2 separate regions of the Ovis aries genome follow, and region 1 is linked to region 2. The links are chromatin contacts, called in public Hi-C maps. All regions are on one chromosome and are shown on one strand. Each heading gives the region's core, a stretch centred on a gene start, on an enhancer-like site or on the middle of the called end of the contact. The rest is flanking DNA. Distances are from core to core; before and after follow the strand shown.

Region 1 (7,593 bases), core at 4,331-6,830, 69 kb before region 2:
GAAAATTATGATTCATTATTGACAGACTTTTTTTAAAAAGATCTAGAAATAAAACAGATGCATAGATGGAAAGACCAAGTATTATGGAGATGTTATTTTTCACAAAGTTAATCTGCAAATTCAATAAAACTCCTTCAAAAAAGCACAACAGGTTTCCTGTGTAACTCGTGCATGCGTGTGTGCAGGCTCTGTCACTTAGTCGTGTCTGACCCTTTGGGACCCCACGGACTGTAGCTCATCAGGCTCCTCTGTCCACAGGATTTCCCAGGCAAGAATACTGGAGTGGGTTGCCATTTTCTTCTCCAGGGGATCTTCCCAACCCAGGGAGGGATCAAACTCACATCTCCTGCGTCTCCTGCATTGGCAGGAGGATTCTTTACCACTGAGCCCCATGGGAAGCCCTTTGTGTAACTCAGTTAGGCTAATTCTAAAATGTACATGAAAGCCCTAATGGCCAAGAATACACTAGACATTGCTGAAGAAGAAAAGGAAGTCTTTCTCTAGCAGAGATTTGTTTTGATGCTTTCCTAATTAAGTGGAAAACTGATAAAGGAACAGACACACTGATCAATGAAGAGACTAGAAACCCCAGAAACAGACGCAAGCTGCAGAGCAGTGAGGAGTCGTCCCCCCAGTGCTGAGCCATGGGACACCTGCGTGCCCACTGTGAAAGACCCCTACCTCCCACTATGTGCAAAAATCTTCACCAAGTGGGTTGTAGACATAAATGTTACAGGCAAAATCATAAAAGCTCTTAGAAGTAAGATAGCGATTTATCTCCATGATCTAAGGTTAGGAAAACTTTTCTCGCCTTTTTTTTTTTAATCAAAAATCGAACTGGCTTTATTAGGTGATTCATGATCAGGCAGCATCTCACCCAACAACTGCAAGGGTGCCCCAGGAAAGAATTTCTCAAATACAATACAGAAATCATTAACTGAAAAAGAAAAAAAAAAACAGACAAAATGAAGTATGTTAAAATCAAGAATTTCTTGTTCATAAAAAGACACCATAAAGAAAATGAAAAGATGGGCACAGAAGAATGTATTTGCAATAGCCATAAACAGCAAATGGTTAAAATCCAGAACACACAACAAATAAACAAGAAAAAGACATCCAAGAGGAACATGAACAAGACACTAAGCACAAAAGAAGAAATCCAAGTTACTAACAATCCTACGAAAAGAAACGCTTATTAGTAGTCAGAGAAAAGATGAATTAAAACCACACAAAAAATAAAACATCAGACTGTCAAAACTTAAAAATTCCAACAATATCAAATGGTGGAGAGAATGCAGAGTCAGGACAATTCTCATAGGATGCTGGTGGGAGTGTAAACTGGTATAGTCTAGTAAAATTAAAGATACACTACCCTATAGCCTAGCAATTCTACTTCTAAGTTAAGTCTTAGTGAAATTCATGCATACATACACCAGTATAAAAGCCCAAAACTGAAAACAACTGATATATCCAACAGGACAACGGTAAATAACTGGTGATGTAATCATATATTGGAATTCTATGGAACAATTAAAATTAACTGCAACTCTAGTGATAACAAAGACAAATCTCACAAACCTAAAGCTGATTCTGAAAGAGGTAAGACACAAAGTACACTCGGTACACACGAAACTAAAGGTATGATGCTTGGTTATACACTGCTGGATAGTAAACTATGAGGAAAACGAAGAAATGACTAACTTACAGGCAGGATAGTGGTTTCCTTTAGTGGGAGAGCAGAATCAATTCAGAAAGGAGGTGAAAAGGATTCTAGAATACTGGCAGAATTCGTTTACTCTGATGTTGTTAATATTGAGTTCACTTTATTACTCTTTGCTCAATGTACATCTATGTGTTGTACTTTTCAATCTAATGATTATATGTTTCACTATTTTTTAAAAAGGCGCATGCCCATCAGGGTCATAAAATGAATCACTTTTCATCCAGCGCAAGTCAGTAACCCAGCTTCAATTCAACAAGTATGGCATTCCTTTTTTTCTGTTAAAAGCAACAGAAATCCAAACATAAAAAAAAAGTGAGGGATATTACATATCTTCACTTATATGTCAAATAATACTATTAAAAAAAGAGAAAATAAATTTAAAATCAGGAAGCTCTTTCAAGCAAGAAAGTAACTGTCACAGAGCTATGTGGTGCAGGACTAAGTGGAAAGAATACAACTACATGATGAAAAAAATGTTTCAAAGAAACTACATATACAAGACAATTGCCTATTTAGAAATTAACCTTTGTAAACAGTTATAAGCATATGATAGTTGGAATCAACTTCAGAAACAGCTTTCTATTGCACACTATACATACTATTGTACGGTTTGATTGCTTTTCCTCCTACACGGAAGGAAGTTTATAAATTTAAATTTTCTAGGGAATCTTGGACAGGAAAAGAGGTTAGGAAAAAGACATAACAGGTGAGATAAGTTTAAATTTTAAATTTTCTGTTTTAAAAAGTTCACAGCTTACTCCTTGGAAGCATAAAATAGTGAGACAAAAAGAGAAGATGCAAAGAACTCCCATTCTTCAAATATCACACTAAAATACATACCAAGCCCACAAAAATTATCCTTGACACAGTCTTACAGTGTTAAACCACATGGAGTAAGGCTTTTATTTTTCAGAAAATTTTCAATAGGTATCTCACAATAGGAAGACATATTCACTTTGCAATGTCATGAAAGAATTAAATCACAGAGTATTAGCATGTCAACACAATCTGCCTGGGCCAGAAAATGGTTTTACTATTTTCCTAGGTCCCTTTTCCTGCCCCATCCCATATTTCGTTTTCAAGCTCTAAATAGAACGACAGTAATTTTCTGCCATTTCCTGAGCCCTTTTTCGTGCCTTACATTTATTATTTCCTTTAATTCTCACATACTGAGGAGTAGGTTTTACTGATGAGAAAAACGAGACATGGAATGATTAAGTAACTTACCCAACGCAAGAGGTTGCTATTGAGGGAGCCAAGATACAGTCCAACTCCAGAGCCAGTATCTTAATGCTACACTGTTTCTATTCAATAAAACATTCATACCATGAAAACTGCCCATAATCACCTACTGCCTTCTAACTTCCAGATCCCAGATGCCTTGAGGATCTATTACGCCTTTCCTAGATAGCTGTATATTGACACAACATTAATGAGTAAAGGAATCTAAACATTTAGGGAAATCGATGATTTTCCAGGTAGGAAAAAGGAGGTCCAGAGACATTAAGTGTCCTGTCTAAGACCTCAAAGCTCGTCTGTGACAATCAGCAATAAAACACAATTCTTAACTCCCAGAAGCATCTTCCCATTGCACTAAAAGCCCGTCTACCACACATCTATACTGAAAGCTCCTGTTGAAATCCATACCCTCCACAATAGGTACTGAAGTTTACTCTGTCAACTTTCACAGCACACAAGAGCATCAACAGCACTCACAAGCAGGTAACACACATTCTTTCACTTCAACAAATATAAAGAGAAATGCACTATGTGCTAAGGCAATAGAAGTAACCCGAATGTATACCATAATTGGGCCCCTGGTCTTATCATAATAACATAAACACATTAACATGTGTCAGGTGCCATAGGAGCAATATGAACAATGTGTTTTGAAAGCACACAGAAAAGAGAAGATATTTCAGACTAAGCAGGCGGGCTTTGAGATGTGTCAGAGCCAGTGCAAAGGCAGGGTGGGATGGTGCTTAGAAAGAAGGAAAAATGCTATCACTTCTACCACCAGAGGTTTAAGCTAAAAAAAAAAAAAAAAAAAAAAAAGCAGTAATCATAAACACAGGGTCAGAAGGGTTGAGTTCAAATCTAGGCCGTGACTGGTGTGAATGTGAACAATTTCTGTGTCTCAGCATCCTCATCTATGAAATGGAGATACTAGTGACCTGCATGTCTCCCAGGACTTTTGTGGGGGCCAAATTACGAGTAAGCTAAACATAAGTTATTTATATTTCACATCTAGGCAACCCTGTGGGTCCTTCCCCTTAAAAACTGTCTCATGAAAACCTCACCCTTCGGATGAAAATATTCCAATGACATCATTCATATACTCCTTACAGGATAGTAAACATTTAACACAAATGCCCTCAGACTGAAACAGCAAACTTCCTTCTACTGAAACGAATATCTGGGTATAAAAAATATTTGTGTATATATATCGGGGGGTATGTGTTTTTTCATTTCTTAGGCCCTGGAATGGATTTCTAGTCAATGCTTATTATATTTAGAAACTAGTATCAGATGCAGGTTTCCTTCTGGAAATTTTCTATCAACCAACTCAAGAATAGTCTGCAAGTAGCAATGGCTTTGCTCTCATCCCAAGAGACTGGTTATGCATAACCTATACATACAACCAAATACATACCCTGGACCCCAAAAGGAAACTATTTTAGTATAAGCATATATATGAATGCAAACAGCTTTAAAGAAAAATAGAAATCCACTTTAAATGAATGCAAACAGCTTAACAGAAAAATAGAAATCCACTTTAAAATATGAGTTTCTGATATGAAAACATTTCAGGGCCAAACCAGACCCCTCCTTTTAATGAAAGAACACCCTCATTTCCTTTAACGATGAACAGAGTAGACTGCATCTCTTGTCTCCCTTTGGCAACCATTCTTTAAACTACATCCAGGCCCTATTTGGTTCAACCTTAAACCCTACGTCTTAGCTACTCCTCGGATGGTAACCTAAATAAAGTTTCAACGTACGTTTACGAAGTCAAAAGAAGGTCCCAAAGACAGGAACGGGACGCGAGAGCAAGAAATCCTCGTGCCACTCCCGGCCGCTGGCTGTTTGATCTCTCAAGTGTAACTTCCCTTTTCTCCCTCTTACCTTGTACACTTTGCCAAAGGCTCCGTCGCCCAATTCTCCTATAATTTCCCAAAACTCCTCCGGGTTCAGGTCCCTCTTCACATGTTCGTACTGCTTCTTCTTCTTATCGCTCCCCAACTTGAAGATCTTACGGAAATTGAAGAAGGACATTTTTCCTCCCCAACAGAGTTCCTCACACTTAAGGATCAAAAACAATAAGAGGCAAAGTTTCTCCTCCCTCGTCTCCCGCGCGAGCCCGGCGGGCGGCGGCGGGCGCGGGCAGTTCGGGCTCCCGCCGCTCCGGCCAGGCGGTCCCGGGGGAAGGCGGGGCGCGACTCCCCCTCCGGCCCACGGGGTGGGGGCGCTGCGCGGGCGGCCCCTCCGCCGAGCCCGGCCCGCGAGCTGCACGGCTTAAACGCCTGGCCCCCGGCCGGCCCTCGTGGGGCGGCACCTGCCCCGACGCTCGTCCCCACCCGGCCCGGCCCGACGGGTCCGAGCGGTCCGGACGCCAGCGGCCGCGGCGGTTAGGCCCTTGTCAAAGCGAGTCTCCAGGGGCGGCGGCTACTCCGGGCTAGGGACGCAGCTGGCGGCTCTGAGGCGAGCAGTCGGCTGGCCGAGCTCTCCCGCCCCGGGCCGGAAACCCCGGGTCTCCTCTGCAGCAGTCCGCTCCCGCGGCTCGAGGCCCGCGCGTCCCCTGGGCTCTGGGGCGCAGCCGCCGCCGCCTCGCTCCCTCCCGAGCCCACGCAGCCTCTGCCTGGAGCGCGCGCCGACGCCGACGCCGCAGCGCGCCCGCCAGCTCCCCCGGCCGCGCGCTCGGCTCTCCGCGCGCTCGCGCGGGGGTGGCACCTCTGGCCCCGCGCACGCGCGTTGAGTCCCGCAAGCTGGCTGCCCAAGAGGCTTGCGGGCGCCCTGCTCCCGGTGCGATGTGGATTATAGAACGGGTAGCGGGTTGATGGTTCCTCGGGGTTTGCCCTCCAAGCCCCAAATCCTTGTCAGTCCACGGCTTTGGCGGAGTTGCCCTTTGCGCACGACCCTCTTAGTTGTGCTAGCGGATGTTGCCTCCATTCTGGATCTGGGAAAATCTGTGAAAAGAGTGAAAGCTGGGCTGCCCCGATCTGGACTTTTTCTCTCTCAAACGAGCCCCAGAATAGAGTGGGAGGGAAGAATATGCGATGGCTGTTTGCTTTGGATCCAGAATTTATCAGCTCTCTGACGTTGGGCGGGTAACCTCTCCGAGCCTCAGTTTCTTCATGATGAAGTCAAGGTCCTTGAAGTCCTGATCTGGGGATTGTGGCGAGGACTAAAGGCAATGGGAAAAATCCCTATGCTCTGTGCCTGCGCTGGTAAATGCTCAATTTCAATTCCTGCTGTTGTTAAAAATGTGCAAGTAAAATAGACATAAATATGTAAAAGTTAAGCCCACTTCTTAAGTGATGCCTAGGGCTTTCTTTTGAGGGTAATCTGTCTTCTTCTGGCCACTTCCATAGCCGTCATCCTGGTGTCGCCCTTCATGGCTCCATCTGAACCGCTAGCTAAGGCCTGCACTTCCTGACCTGCCTCCTACCCCCTTCTACAGCACTAGTGGAAGGCCACCTACTGTGGGCGCTGGCTAGGCTCTGTCAGATGGTGCCTTCCCATCCTCGAAAGAGAGCTCTTTCAAGACGGTCGCTGATGAGTCATCACGATATCCAGCTACTGTACCAACATTCCTGGCATATGATAGGTAAGCCCATCTCTTGAGTGAATGAATGAATGAACGTACGTGATCTGGAGCAGAAGACATATTGCTGTGTAACCCTACCAAATCATTTTGCCTTCCAATCCCAAAGTGACATAACAAAACCCGGCTTCTAGTAAGAGGGATATGGTGATTTTGTTTCTCAAGACTCTGTATTTTTTGATAGCCTTATCACCTATAATGGAAAAGAATAAAAACGAACATGTATATATAATATATATACGTATACCTGAATCACTTCACTGTACACCTGAAAATAACATTGTAAATCAACTATATTTTAATAAAAATTAAAACTAAAAAATAAGTCGTTATAAGGAATAAATAAAATTTAACTATATACTTTTGTGTTTTGACAAGCATAAACACCTGTGAAAACAATGCCGTAATTAATCTATTTTCAATTGCTATCATTTATGTAGGTGGCTTACATGAAAAGATAATATGTGCTCATTGTGGCAATTGAAGAAATACACAAGAAAATAAAAAATGTTATACTTCTACCATTTAGAGATAACCATTGGCAAGACTTCATCATATTTCCAAACAGAACTTTCTGGCCGTACATTAAATTTTTTTACATGGATAATATTATACTGCCTATAAAGATTTGAAACTTGTGCTCTTCATATTTCAGTGATTAATGTTTTCTCCCATCATGAGATATTTAATAGATTACATAATAACTTTTCTCTGTTTCAGATAAAACAGTAATGAATATCTTTGTTCACAGATTCTTTTCCACATATTTGATTATTTCCTTAGGATAAATTATAAGAAGTAGATTTGGGTCCAAGGATATATCTTTCCTTTATTTGTTCTTTTAAAAATAGAAAAACCTTTACCATTTTCTCAATTAAAAGATAGCATAGTCTTGTAAAACAATTCAAATGATGCAGAAATGATAAACTAAAGCTGTCTATAATTCTCCCTCTTGCTTTCACCCTACCCAACTTCACCCCCAACCTAACCATGTAAAGAGTTAAAACCTTATGAGCAGGAGGGAACTTTGAGTGGTAATAAAAAG
Region 2 (6,822 bases), core at 2,004-4,503:
ATAATTGAAAAATTCGCGGATGAAAATTTCCCAAGTCTGATAAGAACTGAACACTCACAGATGATCTAAGAAGGTCCATGAACCCCAAGAAATCTGAAGAAAACTGCACCAAGGCTCACTGTGATCAAGGAAACAATACCTCAGCCAGAGAGGAGTTTATTCTCTTTGAGAGAGGGACAAATAATCAGGAGGAGTCAGAATATATGTGTGTTTGTAACTCTATGCCTCAAAGAACTCAGAGAAGACAGAAATAGCCATAGTGGCTGCTGGGGGTGGGTGGATGGGGGCCGGGAGGAGGGTGGAAAGGAGACTCTTTACCGTGTATCCTTTAACCTTATAGACATACTTATAGATTACATATTCCAAAAACTTACTTTAAAAAATCCCCAAACTAGAGACCTGTGTAAACAGTGGAAGTTCTCCATTTTCCTGTCTCCCGCCTCAGTGCCATTTCCCAGAGGTTACCACGGTGCAGGGTCGCAGCGTGTATCCTGTTAGGCTTGTTTGTTCTCCGCACACACAAGCATGCGTATCCACCCGCGTATGTTGTGGGTTGTCATTTGCTTCTTGACAAAAATGGCACTGTCCTTCACATACTGTTCTTCAGCTTGATTTTTTTTTTTTCTTAAATCACAAATATCAGTTCCCATAGTTCTGCCTCATACTTTTAAATAACCATGCAGTGTTCACTGCGTGCGTTGCCCCTTATGTGAAAAACACACGTCCTTTTGACACGTCACTTGCTAGCCATTCGTGTGTGCACGCTCAGTCACATCCGACTCTTTGCAAACCTCTGGACTGTAGCTCGCCAGGCTCCCCTGTCCATGGGATTTCCTAGGCAAGAATACTGGAGTGGGTTGCCATTTCCTTCTCCAGGGGATCTTCCCAACCCAGGGATCGAATCCACATCTCCTGCATTGGCAGGTGGATTCTTTACCACTGAGTCACTTGGGGATCCCGTTTCAGGTTCATGCACGTTCAAAAGGAACAAACGTAATATTAATAGTTTTCTGCAAGTCTTGTTCAAACTTTCCCCCAGCAGCAATCCTGGCACCCTGGACCTTGACAGTCTCACATGTCTGCTGAGTGAAAAGGCCAAAGAGTTCCTTGTGGAGAACAGAGTGCAAACCTTTTACCAGCAGGAATTGGAAACTGTGGAGTCCCTTCTGTCCCTTGCCAACCAGCCTGTGATTCACAGCGCCTGCTCTGGGCAAGTAAGTATGGCGTGCCCACGTGAGAAATCAAGGCCCCTGCCCCAGATCTGCAGTTGGAGAGTGTGGGTAGACATGACTGTGGCATTAAGACTCACAGGGTGTACTCAGAGTGTGGAGGTTATGTTGATTCTATTCTGGAAAGGTCACTGACCACTGAGAATTTGAAAGGAGAATGGACGTGCCCTTTTCCCCTCCTTAATCTCATGAAGCTTAATCTTTGGGTAGGAAAAAAAAAACAGTCTAAGGTTCATAGTACTTCGTATTCACTGAGATAGACATTTAATTTCAGCAAGAACCAAAGAAGGGGGAAATAGATGAGAAGAACTGATTATTCTTGCAAAATTATTTTTTGAACAGCAAGATGATTCTTGAACTTCAACCAAGGTTCTTAATGACTTGCTCTCTCTTCTCCATAGTAAGGTTAACTTGTCCTGTGTTAGGAGTTTGAATAAAGAACAAGTTGTATTCAGTCTGGTTTATAAACAAAAATTTTAAGAAACACTCAAATAATTTTTTATTTGTCCTAGAAATAGCAATCCCTGTTTTTTCACCCACAGTGTTATAGGGTGAACTTAAGTTGTTTGGTCTTTACTTATTGGCCTGGAATTAAAAATTATCTGAGACTTTGCTTTTAGGCTTTCCCTTTCAGCACAGTTCCTCAGTTTTTTCGTTGTTGTAACACGACTTGTATTTGTTTGTTCCACCGGGAATGATCTCTGCTTGAATGTCACCTTCTTGCCCTCCCTGACCTTCTCCTCTAATAGTCATCAGCTTCCTCACCGTGTTATGACCCTGTTACCACATCTCGTGATAACACTGGTATTTATTTGTTTGGCTGTCTATTCCTCCACCAGAATTTAAGTTCTCTAAGAGCAGAGGCTTTGTCTTGTCTCTTTCTTTGCTGTCTAGAAAGGGCCTGGAACAGAGCTGGTGTAAAGTATGTTCTCCACAGTTATTTGTTGATAGAAAGAATGAATGGTTTTAAAAATTCAGGTAGCTCAGAAGTTAATCCCCTGGCAGTCCAGTGGTTAGAACTCGGAGCTTTTTCTGCCAAGTGCCCGGGTTCAATCCCTAGTTGGGAAGCCAAGATCCCACAAGCGTTGCTGCATAGCCAAAAAATAAAAGGAAACAAGCAACAAAAATTAAATAAAATAGAAAATAAAAATTCAAATAGTCCCTGAAAGTATCTAGTTTTCCCATCCTCCCTCCTCCTCCCCTTTCACTAGAGACAAGTGCCATTGCTAGGCTCATGAATATCCTTCTGCGATAATCTGCACACATAAACTAGAGGTAGTTGTATCCTTTCTTTTACACAAATGGTATCCTACTTAACACTGTACCTACGTAGCTTTTCATTGTGTGTGTGTCCTGTAGGTCCTTTCCCCAACCATGTGAACATATTTGCCAGTCCATAATGATCTTTTACTATGTGTACCGTAGTTTCTTAAGGGGTCTGGTCGTTCCTGGACTGTTCAGAGTTTTCTAGTCTTTTGTCGTTGGCAGCAGGGCTGGCGTGGTAACCCTTGCGAGGCAATATGATTATTCTTCACCATTCCGACGGAGGGCTTCCCTAGTGGCTCAGTGGTAAAGAATCCGCCTGCCAATGCAGGAGACGTGGGTTCAGTCCCTGGGTCCAGAGGATCTCCTGGAGGAGGAGATGGCAACCCACTCCAGTCTTCTTGCCTGGGAAATCCCATGGACAGAGAAGCCTGGCAGGCTGCAGTCCACGGGGTCGCAAAGAGTCAGACACAGCTAAGCGACTAAACAACAACAGCATTCTGGTGGAACAGATACCAGGTCCCCATCCCCACCTTGAGTGCGACCACTGCTTCTCAGTTTCGTTCGTGAACCTAATTATCTCTTCCTGGCACCAGGCCGCATGCCCAGTGACCCGCAGTTTCATACACGGAGGTGAGGGATACCGTTTCAGGAAACACCGAGGTGGGGTGGGTCAGGGCTGGCCGCTTTGTTCTGCACCGCTGTGGCTTCTGCACAGGGCTAGCTCCCCAGCTGTCCACTGACAGCACAAGTGACCTTCCTCCCACTTAATCATTTAGAAGAGGCTCAGTGCCAGCTTGGCCTCCGAGGACTTCTGAGCACTCTCTTGGCATGTTTAGAAGGAAACTTTGAAGCTTAGCAAAGACCACATTCTTCCTGTGAGCCAGCTCTTCTGCGAGAATTCAGTAGGGAGAACTGAGGACTAGAAAGCCCCTCCATTCAGAACATTCCAAAGGGGACTTTTGGCATGATTATCTTTTTGTAAATGTTCAGAGCAGAAATCCGTGCCTGCCCGGTGCTGTATGTTTAAAAAGCAATGAATATGGCGCTATATCTGTTTTGTCTCTGGAAGCTCTTTTTCCATCAATTATGAATTATTCTCTTACATGGCTCTGGTTGGGGAGGTCAGTGTTGTGACACTGAATTCTGTTCACTAGAGCCTGGGAGACCTAAGACGCTTCACAATGATGGTGAAACCCTAGATCCTTTGGCACTTTCTGTAGTCATACAGATGAAAGCTTAACAACAACAGAAAATCGTTGTGATCGTGTTATACGTGAGAAGGTGGGAAGAGTGGGTTTGAATGTTTTCCTCCTTTCTTTTTTTGTCCATGGTGGCCCATCTTAGCACATCCAGAAACATGATAAGCAAACTTGCAAAACCATTGTTTCTTTGACAGCTGGATAAATGTTGAGTTTGTTTGGGAATGAAGACTATATATATACTTCAGAGATCCACCCAGTTCCTGACCCGCCACAAGGAGAGGCCTGCGGAGGCTTAGCCCGTTCAGCCAGTCACTGGTTTTGTTTCTGAGCAGTTTCGATTTCCTGAATGGGATGAGTCTGTCACTGCTCTTTAGAAAAGACAAGACAGATACACCTCTCAGGCCAGGGAAACCTCCTAGCTACAAGGGCCACTGGGGTTTTATCCTCAGGACCATGTCTTTACAACCAGCAGGGAATTACATCCCAAGGTCAGCTGAGGCAAATGTTTTTGGAAAGGAAGCTTCACGCATTGTTGATATTTACAGAGAGCCTTTTCTGCTGGGCCCCTCTGGTTCACAGCTGAAACTGCTGTTACTCTCCCATGCCTCACACCCTCCCTTCCTGCTGCTCCGTCTCACTGAACTCGGGGAGGAGGAACCGGGCTTCCTGTATGGTCTGGGGATAATCAACAGTCATTTTCAATGACAGGAATAACCACGTAAAAGCATTTCTAGTCAGTTTCCAATTTACTCCTATATTGGTAAGAGGTAGAATAAACTCAACCCTTAGGATCTTTCTATTAAAGATGAATCACCTTAGAATTATGAAGATAAAGTAGTTGTATAGAGTTGTGGTGGGGGAGCCTTTGTTGGGTTGATCATTGCTTTTCCTAAGTAAGAGCACTCATGTATGAAATTAGAAAAAGCTCTCCCCCAGCTCCCCCCTGAATAAAAAGGCATGTGGCCGAGGATGGCTGGATGAGGTGTTTATTCTAAACATACCCAGATAGCTTTTCTGCCTGTGGGAGTCATCAAGTATTTCTCAACCTTATTCTCCCTTCAGAGAATTGGATGCTGTCATTACCTGAAATGCTTGTCAACTCTCAGACCCAGGTTCTAATGCCGAGGTTCCCTAGGCCTGTTCTGTTGAGGAAAAAAACCCTCGACTCTGAATATAATCAAGAAAGTTAGACTCTTCTCTTCAGCCCAGGAGAGCATGTTTCTGAAACGTCGCCAAGATCTATTAAATTCAAACTATGTTGTCTGGGAGGCCTCTCCTAGGAAGCAAAGGTTTCTTTCAGGATGGAATTGTCAATACTGGAGGCCATGTTGGGGTGCATTTTCTCTACCTGTCACTTTGAAGGAACATCATAGAAAATCTGAGGTACACTTTCTGTTTCAGCATCTGTGGGTGCTGTCCCATTAGAGAGGCAGGACTTTGCCTTCGCTTTGCCATGTTTTTCTTTTTTTAGGCTCTCTGAACTTTTTTGTTTACAGATTTCTCTCACATTAAAAATGGGTCTGGGGGCTTCCCTGGTGGTCCAGTGGTTAAGACTTTGCCTTCCAGTGTAGCGGGTGTAGGTTTGATCCCTGATCGAGGAGCTAGGATCCCACATATCTCATGGCCAAAAAGCCAAAAATGTAACATTGTAACAAATTCAATAAAGACTTTTAAAAAATGGCCACATCTTAAAAAAAAAAATGGGTATGTACCTTGAAGGACAGGTATTACTCACCACTTCCTTTGTTTCAGGGAGGAACTGAAAATCCCTAGTGGAATAGTTAGAAAGCTACTTCCTGTCTCTACAGGGTATTTCTTTCCACTGGTGGCACATACATCTTTTTGGTCACCCACTGTGTGTCAGGGAGCAGGTGGCCGAGATGAAGCACAGAGTCCCCAATTCAAGAAGCCCGCAATCTGATTAACCATGGTGGGATGTGGTGGAAAACGTGGCTTCCTTGAAATAAGAAGTAGGATGACCTGGTAACCTCTGTAGGCACACTTAGAGAAGGGAAGGGATACCGAAGTTGAAGAGAGAGCAACCTAATATTAGCCTCGTGCCTCTCTTGCTTCCCCTGGGACCCTGTCTGCCTTCAGCCCATGGCCCCTCCCCTTTGATAGGTCTCTGCACGGCTGTTTGCCTTCACTATCCTCTATTTGAAATAAGGAGTCTATTTAATACTCTCTATGTGTTGGAATCCCTAACCTATTTCAACGTGTATTAAATTCTTTGATGTCCTTAGGAAGAAGTGGCATTATTGTTGTTCATTCACTAAGTTGTGTCCATCTCTTTGCGACCCCGTGAACTGCAGCACACCAGGCTTCCCTGTCCTTAACCGTCTCCTGGAGTTTGTTCAGACTCCTGTCTATTGAGTCCGTGATGCCATCCAGCCATCACACCCTCTGTCGTCCCCTTCTACTCTTGCCCTCTATCTTTGCCAGCATCAGGGTCTTTTCCAATGAGTCGGCTGTTTGTATAAGTTGGCCAAAGTATTGGAACTTCATCTTCAGCATCAGTCCTTCCAATGAATATTCAGGGTTGATTTCCCTTATATCTATATAATATATATACACATATGTATATATGAAAATCTTTCATTTTTTTATGCAGAACCATAGATTCTATACATATTGACTCACTTTTTAAATTAAAATTGTGGCCATATGTAAATTGGATTATTTACAAATTTTAATATTGTAAATAAGTTGTTATAAAATTTAATATTGGCCATATTAAAATTGATAAAACAGTTTTAATCAAAGAAGTGAGCCAATGTGTATAGAATCTTTTGTTCTGTATAAAAAAAGATTTTCATCTTGATTTTTCCATTTCCTATCATTGAGTTAAGTTAAACAAAAAACTAAGGGGTAGAACAGTTATCAAGTGTGATTCTGCCAGAGCAGACTTCCCAGCCCTCATTAAATACTGTCCTGCTAGACCCTTGCATACCTGAATCTTTCTGACTCTACCATAAAAAGCCTGTTGGGTGAATTTATAACCAGCTGGTCTAGGGAGTTGCCCTCAAGTGCTATAAGATGGGACTTAACTTCTTTTTTTTCCTTCCTACAGATGGGTTTTAAGAACGACACCACTTCCAGAGCAATTCACAGTATATTTAGGAATG

What was found. A called contact is a pair of places that touch in the nucleus more often than the background predicts.
Region 1: a Hi-C map of tail adipose tissue shows a contact between it and region 2, with 2.4 times the contacts expected there. The contact joins the promoter of SLK here to the enhancer-like site in region 2. A contact is called at or near these places in 4 of 16 Hi-C or Micro-C datasets (blood, retroperitoneal adipose tissue and tail adipose tissue).

What each region holds. Positions count from the first base shown.
Region 1 is chr22:24,217,146-24,224,738 of ARS-UI_Ramb_v3.0, reverse strand. It overlaps SLK (STE20 like kinase), which reads right to left and starts at 5,580. Exons shown (of 18, transcript XM_004020169.5): 1 at 4,850-5,580. The coding sequence starts at 4,999. It overlaps LOC132658460 (a long non-coding RNA gene), which reads left to right and starts at 5,698. Exons shown (of 2, transcript XR_009598133.1): 1 at 5,698-6,171; 2 at 6,316-7,593.
Region 2 is chr22:24,146,817-24,153,638 of ARS-UI_Ramb_v3.0, reverse strand. STN1 (STN1 subunit of CST complex) reads left to right here. Exons shown (of 8, transcript XM_060405175.1): 6 at 1,043-1,214. Among named protein-coding and RNA genes, the nearest start is that of STN1, 22 kb to the left of the region's middle. Within about 2 kb of position 3,253, at least 23 of the 54 cell types and tissues checked have an H3K27ac peak or open chromatin away from gene starts, as enhancers often do. A contact at or near this core is called in tail adipose tissue, where this site is marked.